Regions from separate parts of the Mus musculus genome. Here region 2 is linked to region 1. The links are chromatin contacts, called in public HiChIP or PLAC-seq maps. All regions are on one chromosome and are shown on one strand. Each heading gives the region's core, a stretch centred on a gene start, on an enhancer-like site or on the middle of the called end of the contact. The rest is flanking DNA. Distances are from core to core; before and after follow the strand shown. Region 1 has its middle 23 kb from the start of 2900052N01Rik. Region 2 overlaps Cadm1 (cell adhesion molecule 1).

The links. HiChIP or PLAC-seq counts read pairs in DNA pulled down with a chosen protein or histone mark.
Region 2: an H3K27ac HiChIP or PLAC-seq map of embryonic stem cells shows a contact between it and region 1, with 7 times the contacts expected there. The contact joins two enhancer-like sites. A contact is called at or near these places in 1 of 484 Hi-C or Micro-C datasets (the AML12 cell line), 1 of 115 datasets of contacts at active chromatin or transcription factors (embryonic stem cells) and 1 of 9 other capture datasets (embryonic stem cells).

The regions. Positions count from the first base shown.
Region 1 is chr9:46,887,800-46,892,857 of GRCm38.p6, reverse strand. No RefSeq gene overlaps it. Among named protein-coding and RNA genes, the nearest start is that of 2900052N01Rik, 23 kb to the left of the region's middle. Within about 2 kb of position 2,652, at least 19 of the 459 cell types and tissues checked have an H3K27ac peak or open chromatin away from gene starts, as enhancers often do. A contact at or near this core is called in embryonic stem cells, where this site is marked.
Region 2 is chr9:47,699,877-47,704,919 of GRCm38.p6, reverse strand. The region is part of intron 1 of Cadm1 (cell adhesion molecule 1); the gene reads right to left. Among named protein-coding and RNA genes, the nearest start is that of Gm10677, 120 kb to the left of the region's middle. Within about 2 kb of position 1,664, at least 36 of the 459 cell types and tissues checked have an H3K27ac peak or open chromatin away from gene starts, as enhancers often do. A contact at or near this core is called in embryonic stem cells, where this site is marked.

The sequences.
Region 1 (5,058 bases), core at 1,403-3,902:
TCTCCCCTCTCTCTCCCCTCAGAAACTACACATGCTTTCTTTGGTGCTTTGGGCTTTCCACTCTTTCTCTGAAGCTACCTCCTTTCTGCCATGCAGCTGCTTGCCTAACCTTTATGCCTAACCCAAAAGGAATGGCTTTCTCTTCCTCTTTTTGGGTCTCCCTTTTCCGGGAAGCTGCTGATTTTTATGGATTTCCTGTCTGCTCTTGAGTTTTCTTCTGAGTCCATTACCCTGATAGAAGAGTCCAATTTTCCCAATGAGGGAGGCATCCCAAAATTTCCAGTAGCAATAATTGTAAGGAGGGTCCTTTCCTGGCTCTGCTAGGTGGTATTTTGAGTAGCCTCAAGACGAAGGCTTAGGACGGTTGAGATGTAGAAGACAGATCTTGGTGACATCATCTGGGCTTCTAAATCTAGCTTGCCTGAAGCTGATGTCAGCCCAGTACTTCTGGTGGGAGAGTTGATTAGGTTTTTCTTTGTAATTGAGCCCATTCCTTGCATTTGATCAGAGGTATCTGCAGCAGCCTCGCCCTCCAAGTGTCTTCCTCTGCTCCAGCTTAGAACTGTCTTTAAAGCCTCTCCCTAGTCAAAGCCCCCCAGCAATGGTCCTTTATCTGAAAGTCATCAGCCCTTAAGGCCCCCACTTTCCCTCCCTTCCCTTTTCCTGGGTAAGATTTCTTCCTTCCAAATCAGGCTAGAAGAAAGACTTGTTGCTTGTGTAACATGATTTCAAAAGCAGAACTTCTTTTTTTTTTTTTTTTTTTCCTCTCCAAGGAGAGGGGAAAACACCTCCCCGTTTCCCTACTCAATACCTGACCTTGCCCACTTAGCCCCACCCCCTAGGTGGTATTTTAAGATTCTACAATTAGATATTCATAGTTTTGTACATTAACATAGAACCTCTGGCCACCATTAAAATGCAAATCCCTTAGGAGAGGGAACACAATAAGGCTTAGCAGTCAGCACAGCTAATGGAAAGGACAGGATTGCCAGACTCAGATAATGAAAGTGAGACTCCCATCTCTGCTAGTGACCTCAAGCTAATTTCTCTTTGCCTCAGTTTCTTTGTTGGCAAAAATGGGGACTACAGGTCTCTCTCCCTCCACATAGAGTCTCCGTGAGCCTTGTTAAAGGAACATATTTGCTCACTGGTGAGGTCTACTTTATCTTCAAAAGCCATCGTTATTGATTAAGGGCTTATTGGAGTTTAGATGCCATTAAACTCTTTACAAACCTTTCCAACTCTCCAGATCCCTATTCAAGCTGTGCTCCATGACTGTCTATGACAGGGTTCAAGCCATGCTACCCTAAGCTCTACCAAAACAAGCCAAAAGAAGTTCCCTCTGACCTCCCCTTTCTCCACTGAAGAAAGGATAAAACCTAGAAAGAATTATCTGACCTTAAAGTCGATCATAAACCTTCATGTCTACCAAATACTGAAAAGGAAAAGGCTTATTCATCTCTCACAGAGGGATGCAAAATAGGCTCTGGGCGGGGCTTGCTACATTTCGGACCATTAGAGCCAGGCGTCCCACCACTCAAAGGCCAGGATTCCCAAGATGACACCTCATGGAAAGGAATCAGGCTCACTCAAGATTCGGCAACCTTGAGACAATAGAGAGGCTCTCCACTCATAGGTCTACACAAAGAGCTTTTGAAGCATAGGACAGGAGGCCCCAGACAATAAAGGGGGGATCCAGGCAGGGAGGGTCTATGGTGTGGGGGAGTTTTCCTTTTCAGAAATCTCTTTTTACTCTTTTGTTGATACGCCACTCTGGAACATTACAATGGGCTTCTAACTCCTGAAGGGGGTGAGTTCCTTTAGTGGTTCTTCAACTTGTAGGTGAGTTTCTTGCTCTCCTCTTCATTGTCTTCCTCATCCTCCCCCTTCTTTTCAGTTAAATTAACTAAAAGTGTATTGAGCAGCTTTTGCCCTAGATTTCCACAGGAAACATACACAGCCGGATAAAAGTTAACAAGAAATAATTTTCTACAAGAATGTGTATCACACATATTCCTTAGTTGCAAGTGTATGTTGTGTACAACAGAGCTCAGACATCCATAAAGATACATATTAAATACATGGGCTCTGCCTCTGTCCTTTCACCTGATCTTGAGTGTCTTAGTGTTCTATTGCCACCACAAAACATCATGATCCAAAAGCAAACTGGGGAAGCAATGGTTTATTTTATTTGGCTTCTACTTCCATATCTCTGTTCATCATGGAAGGATGAAAGTCAGGACAAGAACTCAAACAGGGAAGGACCCTGGAGGCAAGAGCTGAGACTGAGGCCACGAAGGAGGGCCGCTCACCCTGCTCTTCATGGCTTGCTCAGCCTGCTTTCTTATAGAGCCCAGGACCACCAGTCCAAGGGTGGCCCCACCCACAATGGGCAGGCCCTTCGCCATTGATCACTAATTAAGAAAATGCCTTACAGTTGGGAAGACACTGTCTCAATTGAGGTTTCCCTTCTCTCAGATTCTACCAGCCTGAGTCAAGCTGACAGAAAACCATGCAGCACAGTGAGGGACAAACCTCAGAGCAGACAGAGCCCTGTGAGAAGAAGAAAGGAAGTCTGAGACCCTGCTGCTGGTGGTGCTCAGTTCCTGCCATACCCCTAAGTGGCTTTCCCAGCAACAGCAAGGCAAACCCAGAGGCTGAGGGAGGCAGCTCCATTCAGCTCCTTTCTGGACCCATAATGGTTTCCAGCCTCTTCATTTATATGCATAATTGGCAGTTCCTTAACAGCTCATTAGGAAAGTAGGGCTCTTTGTGACCAAGAAAAGGGGAACAAATCCCTGGGGGTGGGAGTGTCCTTGAGGACTTGCTTAAGAGTCTTGGAAAGACAGGACTGATTCTCAGGGACTGAGAGCTCTAAGGAGCTCAATGCCAATCAAATAGCCCTGAACCACAACTTTGTAACGACACCCTGACAGGTTAGAGCTGCAGTTCTCAACCTGTGGGGAGTGACCCCTTTTAGGGGGATGCCTATATCCTGCATATCAGATATTTACATTTCAACTCATAACAGTAGAAAATTACAGTTATAAAGTAGCAATGAAGTAGTTTTATGGTTGGGGAGGGGGGTCACCACAACATTAGAACCCGTGTTAAAGAGTCACAGAACTAGGAAGGCTAAAAACACTGGGTTAGAACATGCATGTGTCATGGATTGGGGAAAATGGGTGTAGGCCTTGGCTAGTTCAGGGCCACCCAGACCTGGACACTCAGAGAGGTCACACTGGGTCTCCCCAGCATCAGAAGATGGTAGTTGACCCTTTATATCATGTAGAACCTCATGTCTGGGAGATGTTAATGAAAGAGGGAAACCATATGCATTCTGTGAGCACCTACTGGGCTCTGTTCATTATTCCTGTTTCATATACCAGGTTGTTCTAATCCTCACAATAGAATTCATCTACATTAACCCTCTGCATGGTTTTATTAAGAAACAAACAAACAAAAACGTAAATTAAAGCACAAGAAAACAGATTTCACTAGTTCAGCAAACTCCTCTTCCACCCGTTCGCATCTATACAATGAAAAGCCACAAGCTCTATGTTAAGTGCGAAAAGATATATGGACTTCAAATCCCACAGGAACAAAAGGGTGGTAGAGGCTGCTTCATACTAGGGAAGCCAGGGTAGGCTTGCTGGAAGACGTGGTGATTTGAACTAGGTCTCAAAGAAGTAGGATTATTCAGAAAGATAAACCAAGGGAATGGAGACAGGCTGGGGTCAGGGAAGTCTCGCCATCTTTTGGAGAGAAACTATAAATCCACACACTGGAGCAGCAGAGTGTGCATAGGTGAAGGAGCCTAAGACAAGGCTAGGAAAGGACAGAGAACGCAGCCTCTGGGAAATAAAAGCTATGTCTAGCCAGGAGAGGTAGATTTGTGCTTGACACCATGGTAGCAGTATCAGGGCTAGGGCTGGGCCTGTGATTGTTTCAAGGAAGCCGGTTTATTCTCTGGGTTAGGTGTCTTTTTACCACCACAGTAACAAACACCAGCAACAATCAAGTTATAAAGACAAAAGGTTCATTTGAGCTTCCATGAGTGGTTGGACCCATTGCTTTGGGCTGAGGACCAGGAAGCACAAATACTCTGAGTACAGGATAAAGAAAAACCATTCACTTCACCACCAGGGAGACAAAGCCAGGTGGGGACAGGTCCCATCATTCCCTTCAAGGGTACACTCTAAATCTCCCCAAAACACTCTCTCTGGGCCCTGCCTCTTGAAGATTTTTGTCTTAAAGAATATACAACTAATGCACAGGCCTTTAAAGAATGCTTCAGATATAAACTGTAGCATTTCCTCTTGACCCTTTGCCCTGTGGTACCCCTCCTCCTGTAGCCCTTCCTTTCTTACACAGGACAGCCAGAAGACACACAGAAAGCCCCACCCCTACAATGGCATGCTCCTACATGGCATGAGCTCCCAGAAAATTACTCATAGCCACCCCTCAATGAAGCCTGTCACTGACACCTTGCCTTGAAGACATGATCCTCCCCAGTGAGCCCCTCTTTAAACTATTGGTACCTCCAGCCCCAATACTGGTTCTTTCTGTACTTCCCATGAATAATTCTGTGTGTCTTCATTCATATTTCCCGGCAGATCTACTGACTACAGTTATTCCATCGTATGTCATGGTTATATTCTCTTGCCAGGTAGATCATCAATCTGAGATATCTTTGTTTCCTCAGTATCTCTCCCCCTTGGTCTCTGTACTGTCATATATGAATATGGGTTTCCAATCCCTCCCTTCACTCACTGCCTTATTGATTCTGTGGGAGTGGCAATGGTTACAGTGGACCTGGACTAGTAACTCACTAAGTCACCAGGCAGTTCCCAAGTTCTCTTGCCTCTTTGTAGGCAGTTTATAGACGTCAAGTAAGGTAACTAAATGTGCCTGTACATTCCTGGGTCCCAAAGCCAGTGGCTGACTATATAGCATACATAGTTCCTGTGGGCAGCAGATATATTCACCCATTCTGTTTACCATTCAATTCTCTTCCCAAGCCACTAGGCCCTAAGTGTTGATGGATATAGATGCTTC
Region 2 (5,043 bases), core at 415-2,914, 810 kb before region 1:
ACAGTAAATAGACATCATATGATCACAAACACACTTTATGTTCTAAACTCTGATTCCTATCAGTAGTGTTTGAAAGGAAATGCTGTAATTTTAAGGGTCAATTTTTAGATATTATTTGGACACATATGGGTCATACCTTCAAATTCACTCTCCTGATTCCTAAGTGAGTACACTTAATACTTAGTACACTAATAAGGGCCCTGTGAAAGGGCTCCATACATTTCGGGATATGCTAATGAGGTACTGCAGGCAGTGGGTGTGTCTGCAGGCAGTGAAGGGGGAGGAGCTTGGAGGCGCTGCTTCCCTGTGGCTGGGTAGGAGAGCTCTACCGAGCTCTATATTCATCAGTTTATTACTTACATCAATTACACAGACTTTCAATAACTTTCAAGCACTCTATCTACTTACAATTAAAACCCCCAAAAGATCACAATGGGTGACCCACAATCCAGTCCATGTACTTTCCCTGACTGTTCCTACCAGGGTCCAGTTTAAAGAAATCATCCAATATTTTTCAGTGTTAATTTCTAATTCGAAACCTTGCCTAGCAGAGTTTCATCTCTCAACACCTGAGGTCCAGGCCCCACACCTCTGAAAACTGAATCCCAGTTGGTTCATCTGTCTTGGTCTGTGTTCCCTAAGAGTCCTGATCACTTCTGGGTTGGCTCTGTGTCTCCCCAGTCTCTTACCTGTGTCCCCGGCATCTCTTCTCTGGGTTTACTCTTCGTGGTCTTTTGTTTACAAGGACAGTCATTTAGTTACTGTCATTGGTGTCTTAGGATGCCCCTTGTCAGTCGTCAGTTGGTAGAAACAACCTGTTTTAGACATTTTATGCGTTCACAAGCCTGGGCTGTTCTGCCATGTCTTAAGGCGAGCCTGTTAACAAAGATGGGCTACATTTCCTCAACCTGGTTCTGAAGCTGTAGGATTCTGTTTTAATTCTTCTTCCTCAACACCAGACTTAGCTTCCTGATTTTACAGGCTTGAGTTCAGTTTGTTGACCTTGGTCTTCAGTGTGTGCTACACTTGAAGACTACTTCCCCCCGCAATGCAATTTGATGATCCCTGATTACTTGGGAGACAGCTACTGTTCTTCGTACAGGGGAGACCAATTGGCAGGAATGTACCTCCAGAGCCCACTCTTCCTTCCCTACCATCAGGGAGTCAGGGCAATTACCCGGCATGGGTGACTGATAAGGAAGCCCTTGCAGACATCCTCATTCCTAAAGCAGAGTCAAAGCCTGGCCAGCAGCCACATTCCTTCTGAACAAATAAAGTCACAGACCAAGCCAAGACCTGCCTGAGGGCAAGGGATGGGCGGAATCACAGGTGCTTTCTGCTGCATACTACCAAGAGACTGAGGGCATCAGCCAATGAGCGAGCGAGCGAGCGGGTCAGCAGTCATTTCCACCAATCATACCACCAAGAGACTGAGGACATCAGCCAATGAGCGAGCGGGCGAGCTGAGGACATCAGCCAATGAGCGAGCGAGCGGGTCAGCAGTCATTTCCCAAATCAACGGAAACCATCAGCAGTGGTGGAGATGGCGCAAGAGCAGGTTAGGACAAGGAGACCAGGTTTCCATGATTAGAGGCAGAGTGGGAGTCCATGGGGGAGGGAGGAGGGTGGGATGCTGAGTCAGGAAGGTGAGATCTGATTTCAACAGAGAAGAATGAGACAATTCCTCCCAGAACCCAGCAGGGGCTCCACGCCTGGGGCTCACTGTGGTTACTTCTGGGGGTTTGTTGCCCTTTCAGATAATTTCACGGGTATTTTAAGGAAAACAGAGAAGACACTGTTCACTGCGCTTCCTCTCACTCTGCTCTATTCTTGGAAGTCAGCAGTTCAATCTCCAGTGGAACTTCTCACTAACATTATGTTCAGTTATTTGTGCTCTCCAAACAATACGTGTTTTTAGGCAAAGACTTTCTAGCCTCTCCAACTGAACAAAGGAGCCTCCTACACAGAGCCACACGTTCCCATTCAGAAAGCCCTCAGGCAGATCTGTGAAGCTTGCCATCATAAGACCCATTTAATTTTAAATTAAATTAAGGGCCCAAAAGGTAAGTGCATTGTTCAGGTTATTCCAACTAATGTCCTAAACCTACAATTTCAATGATTCTCCATCCAACTGATGACTCCTACTGTAATAAAGAATTCATGAACCATGGAAACAACTGACAAAAATAAAATAAATAAATATCACTCACTGCTTCGAGAGAAAGGCATTCACACAGCCTAGGCCCCAACCGCAAAGGGTGAGTGGCTGTCTAGGGAAAGGTTTTGTCAAGATTTTTACCAAGACTGTAACTCTAAAGAGGTAAAAATGGGCCCCAAGGATGGCTTTCTAATAAAAGCATGCTAAATTGAGATGGCCCCAAATTTCTGAGGCCTACCAGATGACATTCACAAATACTCACCCAGGCAGAGCTACTGGGATAGAGATGTAACAAAGACGAAGCATGGGCCTTTAGTTTTCCCAGGCTCCTCTCTCCCAGGTGAACGGGGATGAAGCTGACAAATTCCCTTATTCAACACATTTATTGATCCAATTGCCCCAGTTTTTGTGAAGTTTTCTAACAATGCTCAGTGACTTCAAAGTTGCAGGAGGAAAACAGATGGCAAAGGAAGGACCTAGTTTGGAAATTCTCAAAGAAGGCTGTGCAAAAGAGATGTACGGGCCAAGCATAGCCACCGAGGGACACTGGGTATCACAGAAGGGGCTGTCCAGCCTCCTCACTCTCATCTTCCCACAATGGAAAACAAGGGGAGACCAAGGAATGAAAGGGGGCAGACAGGACGTTTCTAGAGAAGCATGGGGGAAGTGTAACACGGGCGGTGTACATTGGAAGGCTGCTTCAAAGAGAAGCTAATAGAGTTTGAAACTCCGAGAGTGGAGCAGATCTATCAGGTGTGGCATGTGTGTGCACAGCTGAAGTCGAATAAAGATGAAGGTCATTTGAGATGAGGGAGTCAGAGAACTGGGATGTAAGTACTAGAAATGCCATTAAAGGGATGTGACACCTCCTCAGGGTTCTGTGTGACTCCTGGAGAACAGGGAGAGACCACTTGGAAGCAACTCTGGCTCCATGGTTACTGCTAGGGAGGAGGCCTGGGCAGTGGGAACTCGAAGCTCAACGGGCCTGGTGCTTCTGTACTGTGCTAGTCTGGCCCGCAAAGGTCTTCTGATTTCTGCATTAAAAGTCTGTCCTTAACATGTAGCTCTGTTGGAAGATGGAACCTTCAGAAACGGAGCCTTGGGGGAGGAAGTTAGGATATTGGGGGCATGCCACGGAAGAGGGCATTAGTACTCCAACTCTTCTCTCAAGGCAGACTTCTTCTGTTATCTCTCCCAGCCTGACCCTCCATGCAAAGGAACATGGTCAACTCACAGTGAATTGACACCTTTGAACTGGAAGCCAAATAAACTTTTCCCCCTTAAACTTCTCTCAGCCATTGCGTCACAACAGTGCAAACGTGCAAGCTTAGTTGTCAGTTTTCAAAGTTAGAACGAGGGTTTTAGAGACCAAAGGAGGGGACATTGAAGCCACCCTTTGTCTGCCGTTCACAGCAGCTTGCTGGCAGACTCTGGTTATTTCTTTAAGAGTAATTAAGTCATCGCAACTGAGAAATAAAGGTGAAGTGAGAGGAAATGAGCTGAGAGGAAATAAGGAGAGTCATGAAAGATAGATACCCCCCTTTTCAGCTGAGGAGTAGAAGAGGGAGTGGCATTCCCTAGCCACTTGGAAGCCTATTCTCCCCTCAGATCACCACTGCCACCAAACCCCACCCGATGTCTTAATGTCTTTCCCCAGCATTCTCTATTTCCCCTGCACACACGGAGCCACGTCAGCCCCACCTCACCAGATCCTCACCTCCCATCCCAAGGGCTTGCTGGCCTATTCCCCCATCAGCTCTTCCAAACCAACACCACGGAAACAGAATTTGCTGTCTCCCTTCTCCTCTGCTGTCTGGTCACTCACACCAGAAAGCCATCTTGTAAAACCTGCTTGGTCTCTACTTTCTCTCTTTCCCCATTCCCAACTGATGAACAAACCCCAAGGCTTACAACTACATTGCAAACCATTCCTTCTCTTCCATTCTGACTCCACCCTCAGGGCCTGGCATCTTTATTCACCCAATTCCCCATGAGTTCCTACCTGGTTCTATAGACCTCTAACATGCTCTCCACACCACCCCAGCTCCATCTGTCCTAAAAAAAAAACAAAACAAAACATCCAGCCACACCAACTTACATACTCACTGAAAACTGTCCATGGCTCTCGAGGCCTACTGGGAGTTCCATAAGCTCCAAGTCATGACGTGTTAAAAGCCTCACAAAACCCCTGGGAGGATCCCAATGATTGAAAGCCAAGAGGTGTTTGCAAAGCTCTCAACCATTAGCCAATGGTTCTTAGCCTTTAGGGGGTTACAGTCTTTTTGGACAGTCTGATAAAAGCTCCGGTGCTTAATCAAAAGCATGAACACATGCCTTTGCCTTTGCCTACAAGTAAACTCTGACAGCCAAATTTTAGGGCATCTATGGATGCTCAAAGACAATCCAGAGTAAGACCCCCTCACTGCGGTACGTATTACTTTCGCATGGGTACACAGAATTGCAGTATCATCCCAACAGCATTCCAGCCCCACAAACAAGCCATCAGCTCTCCTGTGGGCAGTCTGATTATTCATGCAGATGTCTAAAATATTCATCAGCAGGGTCACTGGGCACACAGTGGAGATGGACAGACAATGAGTACAGTAGTTAGCATACAGGCTCACAGTCATTTCATCTGAGTGCAGCTGTCCCGACGCACAACTGTTTGAAAAGAACAGGTTATTTTGAAAACAATCAGCTGAATTGAGTCAAAAAACAAAAAAAAAAAAAACAAAAAAAAAAAAAAAAAAAAAAAACAAAACCAAACTGGCCAGTAGGCCTTCATTCTAACTGAATGGAAATGCAGTGAGGTTCCTTCCTCTTCACGTAGCTCAGTGATGCAAACACAGACATGCAGAAGCTGGTCCACAGCATTGGAGCTCATT